3 separate regions of the Mus musculus genome follow, and all the other regions are linked to region 3. A link is a contact called in public Hi-C and HiChIP or PLAC-seq data. All regions are on one chromosome and are shown on one strand. Each heading gives the region's core, a stretch centred on a gene start, on an enhancer-like site or on the middle of the called end of the contact. The rest is flanking DNA. Distances are from core to core; before and after follow the strand shown. Region 1 has its middle 590 kb from the start of Gm20125. Region 2 has its middle 460 kb from the start of Gm20125. Region 3 has its middle 320 kb from the start of Gm23892.

Evidence for each region. HiChIP or PLAC-seq counts read pairs in DNA pulled down with a chosen protein or histone mark. A called contact is a pair of places that touch in the nucleus more often than the background predicts.
Region 1: a contact with region 3 is called in a Hi-C map of the C2C12 cell line, with 7 times the contacts expected there. The contact joins two enhancer-like sites. A contact is called at or near these places in 2 of 15 datasets of contacts at CTCF or cohesin (large pre-B cells and pro-B cells), 4 of 484 Hi-C or Micro-C datasets (the C2C12 cell line, adipose-derived mesenchymal stem cells, cortical neurons and 1 more) and 1 of 115 datasets of contacts at active chromatin or transcription factors (acute myeloid leukemia).
Region 2: a RAD21 HiChIP or PLAC-seq map of pro-B cells shows a contact between it and region 3, with 38 times the contacts expected there. The contact joins two enhancer-like sites. A contact is called at or near these places in 2 of 15 datasets of contacts at CTCF or cohesin (large pre-B cells and pro-B cells), 10 of 484 Hi-C or Micro-C datasets (the AML12 cell line, B cells, the BV-2 cell line and 6 more) and 1 of 115 datasets of contacts at active chromatin or transcription factors (acute myeloid leukemia).

The regions. Positions count from the first base shown.
Region 1 is chr10:16,506,421-16,509,120 of GRCm38.p6, reverse strand. No RefSeq gene overlaps it. Among named protein-coding and RNA genes, the nearest start is that of Gm20125, 590 kb to the left of the region's middle. Within about 2 kb of position 1,285, at least 47 of the 459 cell types and tissues checked have an H3K27ac peak or open chromatin away from gene starts, as enhancers often do. A contact at or near this core is called in the C2C12 cell line, where this site is marked.
Region 2 is chr10:16,635,952-16,638,652 of GRCm38.p6, reverse strand. No RefSeq gene overlaps it. Among named protein-coding and RNA genes, the nearest start is that of Gm20125, 460 kb to the left of the region's middle. Within about 2 kb of position 1,447, at least 23 of the 459 cell types and tissues checked have an H3K27ac peak or open chromatin away from gene starts, as enhancers often do. A contact at or near this core is called in pro-B cells, where this site is marked.
Region 3 is chr10:15,298,996-15,301,706 of GRCm38.p6, reverse strand. No RefSeq gene overlaps it. Among named protein-coding and RNA genes, the nearest start is that of Gm23892, 320 kb to the right of the region's middle. Within about 2 kb of position 1,411, at least 70 of the 459 cell types and tissues checked have an H3K27ac peak or open chromatin away from gene starts, as enhancers often do. A contact at or near this core is called in the C2C12 cell line and pro-B cells, where this site is marked.

The sequences.
Region 1 (2,700 bases), core at 36-2,535, 1.2 Mb before region 3:
AATAATTCACTTATCACTTATTAAATGTAGCCTGATTTAAGCATCTAATTTTATTTATTGATTTTATTTATTGAATTATAAATATCAGAATAATTATTCATACTTTGATTTTTCTGTGGTTTAAATACCTAATCATATACACATAATTTTAGTTAATTTAGATAGCTGTAAATGGTATATATAAAGTAGAAGGAATTCAGGATACTCCTTTAACCACAGTCACTGAGAGGAGAGTCCTGTGGGTGGATGGAAAACTTGCATGTAACTGAGAGTCCAGAGAAACAGGTGGGTCTGAAGTGGATCACATTAACTTATAAATGCTTTCCAAACACTTGGCTTTTTCTCAAAAGTAATTTTGGCAAATTGAATGACTTCCTTTGTTGTTTAATAAATAACAGCAATATAATCTCTAACCCACATTGGCATTTATCTATTGCTTGTCATTTATAACTTCTGCATGCTGAACAGATGTTAAGACATGGTATCCCTACTAGCTCTTTGTATATGTGTAGGTGGGAAACATTATATAGAAAATAACTCATTATAAAATGTTATTTGTTAATATATTTATATTAAAAAAAACGACAATTAGAATGAGTCATTATTCTCTGGAAGTCAGGTTTTCCCCAGTGCCTTTCTCACTGTTGGACACATTACATGTTTTGCTGTTAACCATTTCAAAACTCTGGTGACTCATGACTATAAATAAAACACTGAATATTCGTCAAACTTTTCAGCACATGGTAAACACCGTGGAATTTTTTATGGGGGATTTTTTTTAAGGTTCTGCAATCCACAGATTTTTGAGTGCTTCTGTTTGGAAATGTGTCTTTTAGCCTCAGGATATAATTTTCATGCCCATGATTTGCGAAGTTGAAGAACCAATCCGTATGTCTCTAATCATAGGAGGCTTTAGAAATGTGTGCTTTGTACACATGACAGCAAATGTATTCGTTTACCTTGGCTATGAGTGGTTAGTACTGTCTCCAAATATTGTTTCCCCTGAGCACAAACTGCCAGTGGTACTGATATAATAATATAGTGTTGTTTGACATTGTTATTTCTAGATACTATGGTATAAACAAGTATTGCATACACACTGGAGTAAGGAAGATCTCTAGTTTTTCCCTCTTTGGTTATTTTGGGCTTCGGTACAGATGCAGCAGTATCAAGGACTGCTTGGCTATAATCCAGACTCTTTCTCCATGAGCTCACACATGTACACAGCCTCTTTACTCAACCTCTGCTTATTTTTCCACCTCATAACAAAACAAAGATGATGACTGTCCTAGGAAAATTCTTATCATGGGCGGGGTTTTTTGAGGGTTTTCTCCTGCAGAATACCTAAGAGCATGGTATTTCCTTGTTGATGATAGCTGTACAGAAGAATGTGTGTGACACCCAAAATGTAATATTTGGAGTTTAGATCAGATAGGAAGTTTCTATTGTGTAGGAGTTTTCTTTTAAGAGAAAACATCTCCACCTGTTGATGCAGAACTTAGAACTGACTCTGATTTACTAGTCTCGTGCCTCTGTTTGCTAAGGATAGAAAAGAATCTTCAATTTCTTGTGATATTTGCTTCAAACAAATAATCAATATCATATGACATCCACATTTACAATCTGATATGCTGTCTATGATAGGCATATGGAATAAACATGAAACATGACAGAGCAAGTGAATTCATTCAGCACATGTCATAACATTACCATATGCAACAGAAAAACTGAAATTTATATAAAATAAAAACAGGTTATACAGTAAGGGGACAAGACTCATCATAGAAAATATGAGGCCAGATTCATGACTTATGGCTTCATTAAAGAACACTTTACATATATCTATTATGGTTGTAAATTTGTGAATTTTGTATTCATACACCAATATAGACAACATCAAGAAGCAAACATGTGTATATGTATTATGTGTATTTTTATAAATGTAACCATCATATAAAATAATAATTTTATTTGAAAACCAGAAAGACAAAAAGATTGATGGAAATATCTTTATTTTTTTCATGTTAAGTAGTTCAGTTATTGATTGATTGACTGTGGCTTTCACTGCTCCTCAGGAAGAAAAATGTTGTTCGGGTGTAAAAAATTATAGGTAGAGGTGGAAAAAAGTAGTCAAAACTTTATTCACTCAGATATCGATGCTTTCTCTAAGTCCTATAAATTGGCTTTCTAGCAGAGTAGACTAACTCACAGCCATATTCTTTCCCCATACACACAAACACACACACACACACACACACACACACACACACAAACACACACACACACACACCACCTGCTTTCTATTTTTAGGTTTTGATTTTTTAAATTTTTCATTTAGTTGTTTTTTAAACTTAAAAATTGAGATTATATTATAATTACAACAGCTTCCCTTCCCATTTGTCCTTGAAAGCGTCCCATATACCTCTCCCAACTCTGCTTAAAATTCATAGCCTCTTATCTTTTTCAGCAGCTGTTATTGCATGCATATATATATATATATATATATATGTATGTATATATGTGTGTGTGTGTGTGTGCATGTGTGTGTGTGTGTATATTTCTGAATATAACCTGTTTAATATGTATAATGTTACCTGTTTGTATGTTTTTTTAAGGCTGACCCTTAGGTGTTGGATAACCAAATGCTGGTCTCTTCCCTGGAGAAGATTATTTCTCCCACTCTGAGCATTCTTTAGTTGC
Region 2 (2,701 bases), core at 198-2,697, 1.3 Mb before region 3:
TATTTTTGTCAGTGAAGAGAATATAATTATTTTGAATACAACTACTGTTTCATTTATTACACATTTGTTTTCAAATAATATCTCCTCTAATTTTGCTGTCACCAATAAAGACAGAGCTAGTTTAACTTTCTTTTTCCTCTCTCTTTTTGTTCTTCCTTCTCTCCTTTCTTTTCTTGGTTTTCCTTTTTTGTTAATGCCTATATGCCTCTGTAGCTCCTGCCACTAAATCCTCATTTCCATTGGCTGTGTGGCTGAGTCTCTTCCCTCTTGTTCCATTTTTCTGCACTAACAGCATTAGGGCAGTGGAAATGAAATGTTACAGTCAACAGTGTTTAATATTTTTTTGTTCTTATCACTGTTAACACTTCTATTACTATCAAAACGTTTGGATCAGCACTGTCAGTTACACAGAACCTGCTGACACACCAAGGAAAACTTTGATAAACAGTTCTGCTGCGTTTTTCTATATTCTGCAGAGTTCTTATGTCAAAATGTTTCTTTGTTCCTTGGGATATTTATGTTGAAAAAATATATTGTGGTTTGTTAAGGGGGTGGTTTTGTATTTCTACTTGAAGTTTTAATCCTTTACTTCTAACCTCACAGTAGGTTGCTGTAGAAGTGATTAGATTGTAACAAATATAGGATTATTGTAATTCAGGGCAGACAATAAGCTGGGAATGATTTTCTAAAGAACAAAGATGTCATTTTCATGGAAATATAACAACAGTTTCAAAGAAAGGAGCAGGTTTGAAAGAAATAAATATGTGCTTGACTAGGGCAGATTATAAGAAGAAATAAAGACCAAAATTTCAAATGAAAAATTGACAGTTCTGAAAATTTACATTCACTCTTTTCTTTGAGTTCTAAGGCTCTTTGAATGTATGCTTATGGGCTTTCAAGCTTACTGCTTGCATTCATCAGGACCCCCTCTTAAATACCTACATTTAATTGAAAGCGACATTTGACCTTGAACAAAGAACAGCAGTTTCTCATTTATTTTTGTAAGGCAGAGTCATCTTCTACTGCATATTAAATCTTCCTTTGCATGTGAAAAAATGGAATTCCCAAACGTTGTAAGCCCAATGAAATTGTATATGCTACACAGGTTAAATGTTAGATGGCGGCAGACATTATATTGAGGACATTTTCTAAATAAGTTAAATATGGAAAATAACTGAGCAAATTGTCAGTATTTTCAGAAAATATTTCCCTCCCTTTCACACTGAGTGTGGGAAAGGGATTCTCAGTGCAAGATGAACTTCACTTAGTATGTGTCAAGTTACTACAGAGGACAGTTGCTTATCCTCAAAGAATAATGCTGCTTTGACAAACTTTTGAATGGTGAGAGTTACAGAGACAGTTTTCATCCTCCACTCCCATGACATGCCATTTTATAGCTCTGCTGATGAGCACACAGCTCCATCTGGGGGCAGAGCCAGAGGGAACATTTTTTGTCTTGGCTGGATGGCTGTCATCATTGTGCAATAGAAGCTTCCTGTGTCAACAGCACTCATCCATAGCCCATTCTTGGTCATACTTCTATCTAGTTTATTTCATGACATTCTGTAAGGTCATGGTGTTCATTCTAAAAGCCCTTCTGTAGGAGTCTCAGAACCTTGTAATTGGTTCTTCTTCTCTAACTGTTCTTCTGTGTCTACACATCCATTCCTTCTGGCTTTTTCAATGTAGCTTGTATTTTTTTTTCAGATCTAAATTACAGAACATTTTCAATTCACCTCCAAAATTATCTGTACTATTTGCACTTCTCTTCCTTATTCTTCATCTTTATTTCCTGTCAGGTCTACATTCTTATCTTCAAGGGGCTGGACTACTCTAATGATCCTTGGTTCTACATATTGGGTCCTTTCTCCTGAAACAATGTATTCTCTCATTCCCACCCTTTTCATTGGTTATCTCATGGCCACACCCAGACAATATACCTGAAGTTATTTATTTGGCATTGCTAACCTAGCTTCTTTTCACTTCACACTTTGGCATCTAAGAGTATTCCTTCCTCTGCATCAACACACATGACTGATTCAAATCAATAAATTCAAATCAATAAATTGAATAAGTTACAAATATAATTTTTTATTTACCCTCACTGTAATATCATGACTAATTATGTCTTAGTAATGGCTACTTGAAACACAGAACCAGCATTCTAATTACCATTTGCCAATACTTAATCTACCATTGGCAATATGTAATGTGAGTGTGTGCACAAGTATGCATGTATGCGCGCACACACACACACACACGTGTGTGTGTGTGTGTGTGTGTGTGTGTGTGTGTGTGTGTGTGTGTGTATTTGTGGTGCAGATGTGTGTCAAGAGGTTGCTATACACATAAGTATGGATGGACATAGACTCCTTGAATGTCGTACTTTCAGCATCTACCTTGCTTTTTGAGACAAGGTCTCTCACTGACACAGAACCCACCAAATAGGCTGCTGATCCTAGGAATATGGCTATCTCTGTCTTAGCAGTAATGGATCACAGACATGTGCTCATGGACTTGGGGTGATTTGTAAGACATTTTCCCTTGCTGAACAGTATGATCTGTAGCCCTTAATCAACATCCTTTTAACTGTTGTTCCAAATAGACACGTAAGCGACAGCATCGTTCTGCTCAGAATCTTTAGTTGCCGCCTGTCAGGAGCAGGTGACTGAGTAGTATATGGTTTAAGTGATGACTTCTC
Region 3 (2,711 bases), core at 162-2,661:
TATAATATTGAGCCATGCAGAGGACATCATTTACAGAACAGAGAATTCAGTCATATAACATATTGAATATAGATTTAATGTGACTGTCTGTGATTCTGGAGACAAATCTATGAACACAGAACAGCACACAGATTCAGGCATCATCTCACATGCAGTACAGATAGCAGCGTGTACAGGCATGAGGTACTGACAAATAGGCAGAAGAAATTTGGGGGTAGCACCGACACTAACAACTGGGCAATGCTGGGGAATTATCTTAGAATCATATCTGAAAACCCAGAAATTATCTGGGGAATCTCAGTTTGTCAGAGACACAGCTTTGTGCTCACCTCATCTTCTCATTGACCATTATACAGTGTGTGCCTTTTCTTTACTTTTTTCTTTTCTTTTTTTTTTTTTTTTTTAATTATGTCACCAACTGCCCTTCCTCTGTCTTTGAGTTTGGAACTACCTGTGACACAATCTGTAATCTAAAGGAACAACACTGCATTCAGCTAGATACTCTCAAACTATAGAGAATCTAGAATCAGGAAACATTTCTACCTAGCGTATGTCTAACTTAAACCCTATTTTCCCCTATTTTCTTAAAGGCAAAAACAAAGAACAGAAGCCGACCTTGCACACATTCAATGCTATGGTCAACGGCTGGGGCTGGGTAAAGGATACATTTTCCCTGTGATTGTTCACATTTTCTGCTGTTCCTCATGTAAGTGAACACAGCAGCCAGATGCTTTTGGGGGACACCACTCCATGGTGGCCTGCTGCAGTTTTAATGCTAGAGCTAGATTCATGTGCTGAGGTCTTTCTGTCCTCCCCAGAGCCACCAAGACAAGAGCAGGAGGTTTCAACTTTCACCTTCAGCAGCTCTTCCTCCTTGGCACACTCGCCAGGAAAGGGAAGTCTGTGTGGGGGTGTGGAGCTTTTCCTCAGATTAACATGTTTCTGGCTGCTGACAAAATTAGATAAATAAATAAATAAATAAATAAATAAATAAATAAATAAATAAATGAAACATCATCAAAGAAAATAGCTTTATTGCACGGATCATCAATAAAGGGAATGGATTTTTGAACACCAGCAAGCCCACCCCTTTGGGCTTCAGAAGTCACCTCTTCCTTACATAAAGCATTCATTACCTTACCTCTGAAAATGATTTCTGACGATAACCCGGATATGAAAATTAGGAACCAGCCAGAAAGCATTTCCTCTCCTGTGTGGTGCCAGTTGCCCCCTCTGCGTCTTCTCATTTATCCTGGCAGTGGTTTGTCTCTTTGCCTTTAAAAGTTAAGTCCACCTTCATCGCACACTGTAGAAAGAAGTGAAATTAAACTGCAGTGTGTTCTAGAGGAGAAAATCTACTTTATTCATCTCTCAGCCCTACTTTAACTTACACTGACCTAATTACAGCCCACACCAGGAGAGGCTGAGTTAGCAGAAGGAGCGCTTCTGCCACCTAGTGGTCAGTTCTCTGAACTGTGAGCTGAGACCTGACCTTTTTTTTTTTTTTTTACTTTATTTTTGAAAGGTCTGGCACAGAAGTGCAAATGACCTTCTCTGGTATCTGCATGAATGCTAACGATCAGCCTCCTCCCCACCCCCCACCACCACTCAGCTTCTTCGGAAGGTCTAAGGCGTAATGTTTTTCTAAACAACTTCATCTAGAGAAAGTTGAATTAATGCCTCCTCCGATGTACGGTAGCTTTAGAAGCATTTTATTAAGACTGTATTATATGACATTTCATGAAGATGAAATTGAAAATCATAATGCAAATATTAATACTACTGAAAGCAACATTTGATATACTATGTGTTGAACTGAATACTTAAAGGTCTTACAATCCTCCTCACTAAATCAATTACCCTCCCTCCCAGCAACCACACAGTTTTGCTAGCTGAATGATTTCTCTGAAGCTCCAGGCTTGTTGGTTTGCTTCTGGGAGTGGTAGTAGACGTTTAAGAATGCTTCGTGTTCTCTCTCTCTCTCTCTCTCTCTCTCTCTCTCTCTCTCTCTCTCTCTCTTCTGGCTTCATTAACGAGTTATTGATTCGTAACTTGAAAGAAAAACTTGGATGAAAAATGTAGCCAGCCTGAATCACCGATGCTAATTAAGACCCGAGGAGGAAAGGGGATAAAAAGGCACTCATGTGCCCAGGCACCAGGGTAGGCAGGCTCCTCCTCTGTCCATTAAGGCAGATATGTGCTGCTCAGCCTGGCCTTCCTTCCCATGCATAAAACAAAGGAAATGTCTGGGTGCAGAGGGCAGTTAATACAGGGATCAGGATGTGAACAATAAGAATCACAAACAATCATTTCAATAAAGTTTTCAGTGTGATATGTTCACTTGCAGTGGTTTAATGTATTATGACCTTTTTAATGTCAAATCTATGGATTAGTATAATATTACATCTAAAAATGGGGGGAAATGTTTCATTATTATTCAATTATTCATAAGAACTCCTTAAATCCCTACTGTTTAACGAGAACCTATTTAGACCCTGCTTATACCTATAAAGTAAGTATGATTAAATGTTTGATATAAATGTTTCACAAAAACTCACACTATGGGACTAGAGAGATGGTCTCACAGTTAAGAGCACCTGCTGCTCTTCTAGAGGTCTGGAGTTCTGTTCCTAGAAGCTATAGAAGGCTGCTATTTACTGACTCTGTAATTTCAGCTCCAGGAGGCTTCTTCTGGTCTCCACAGGCACCTA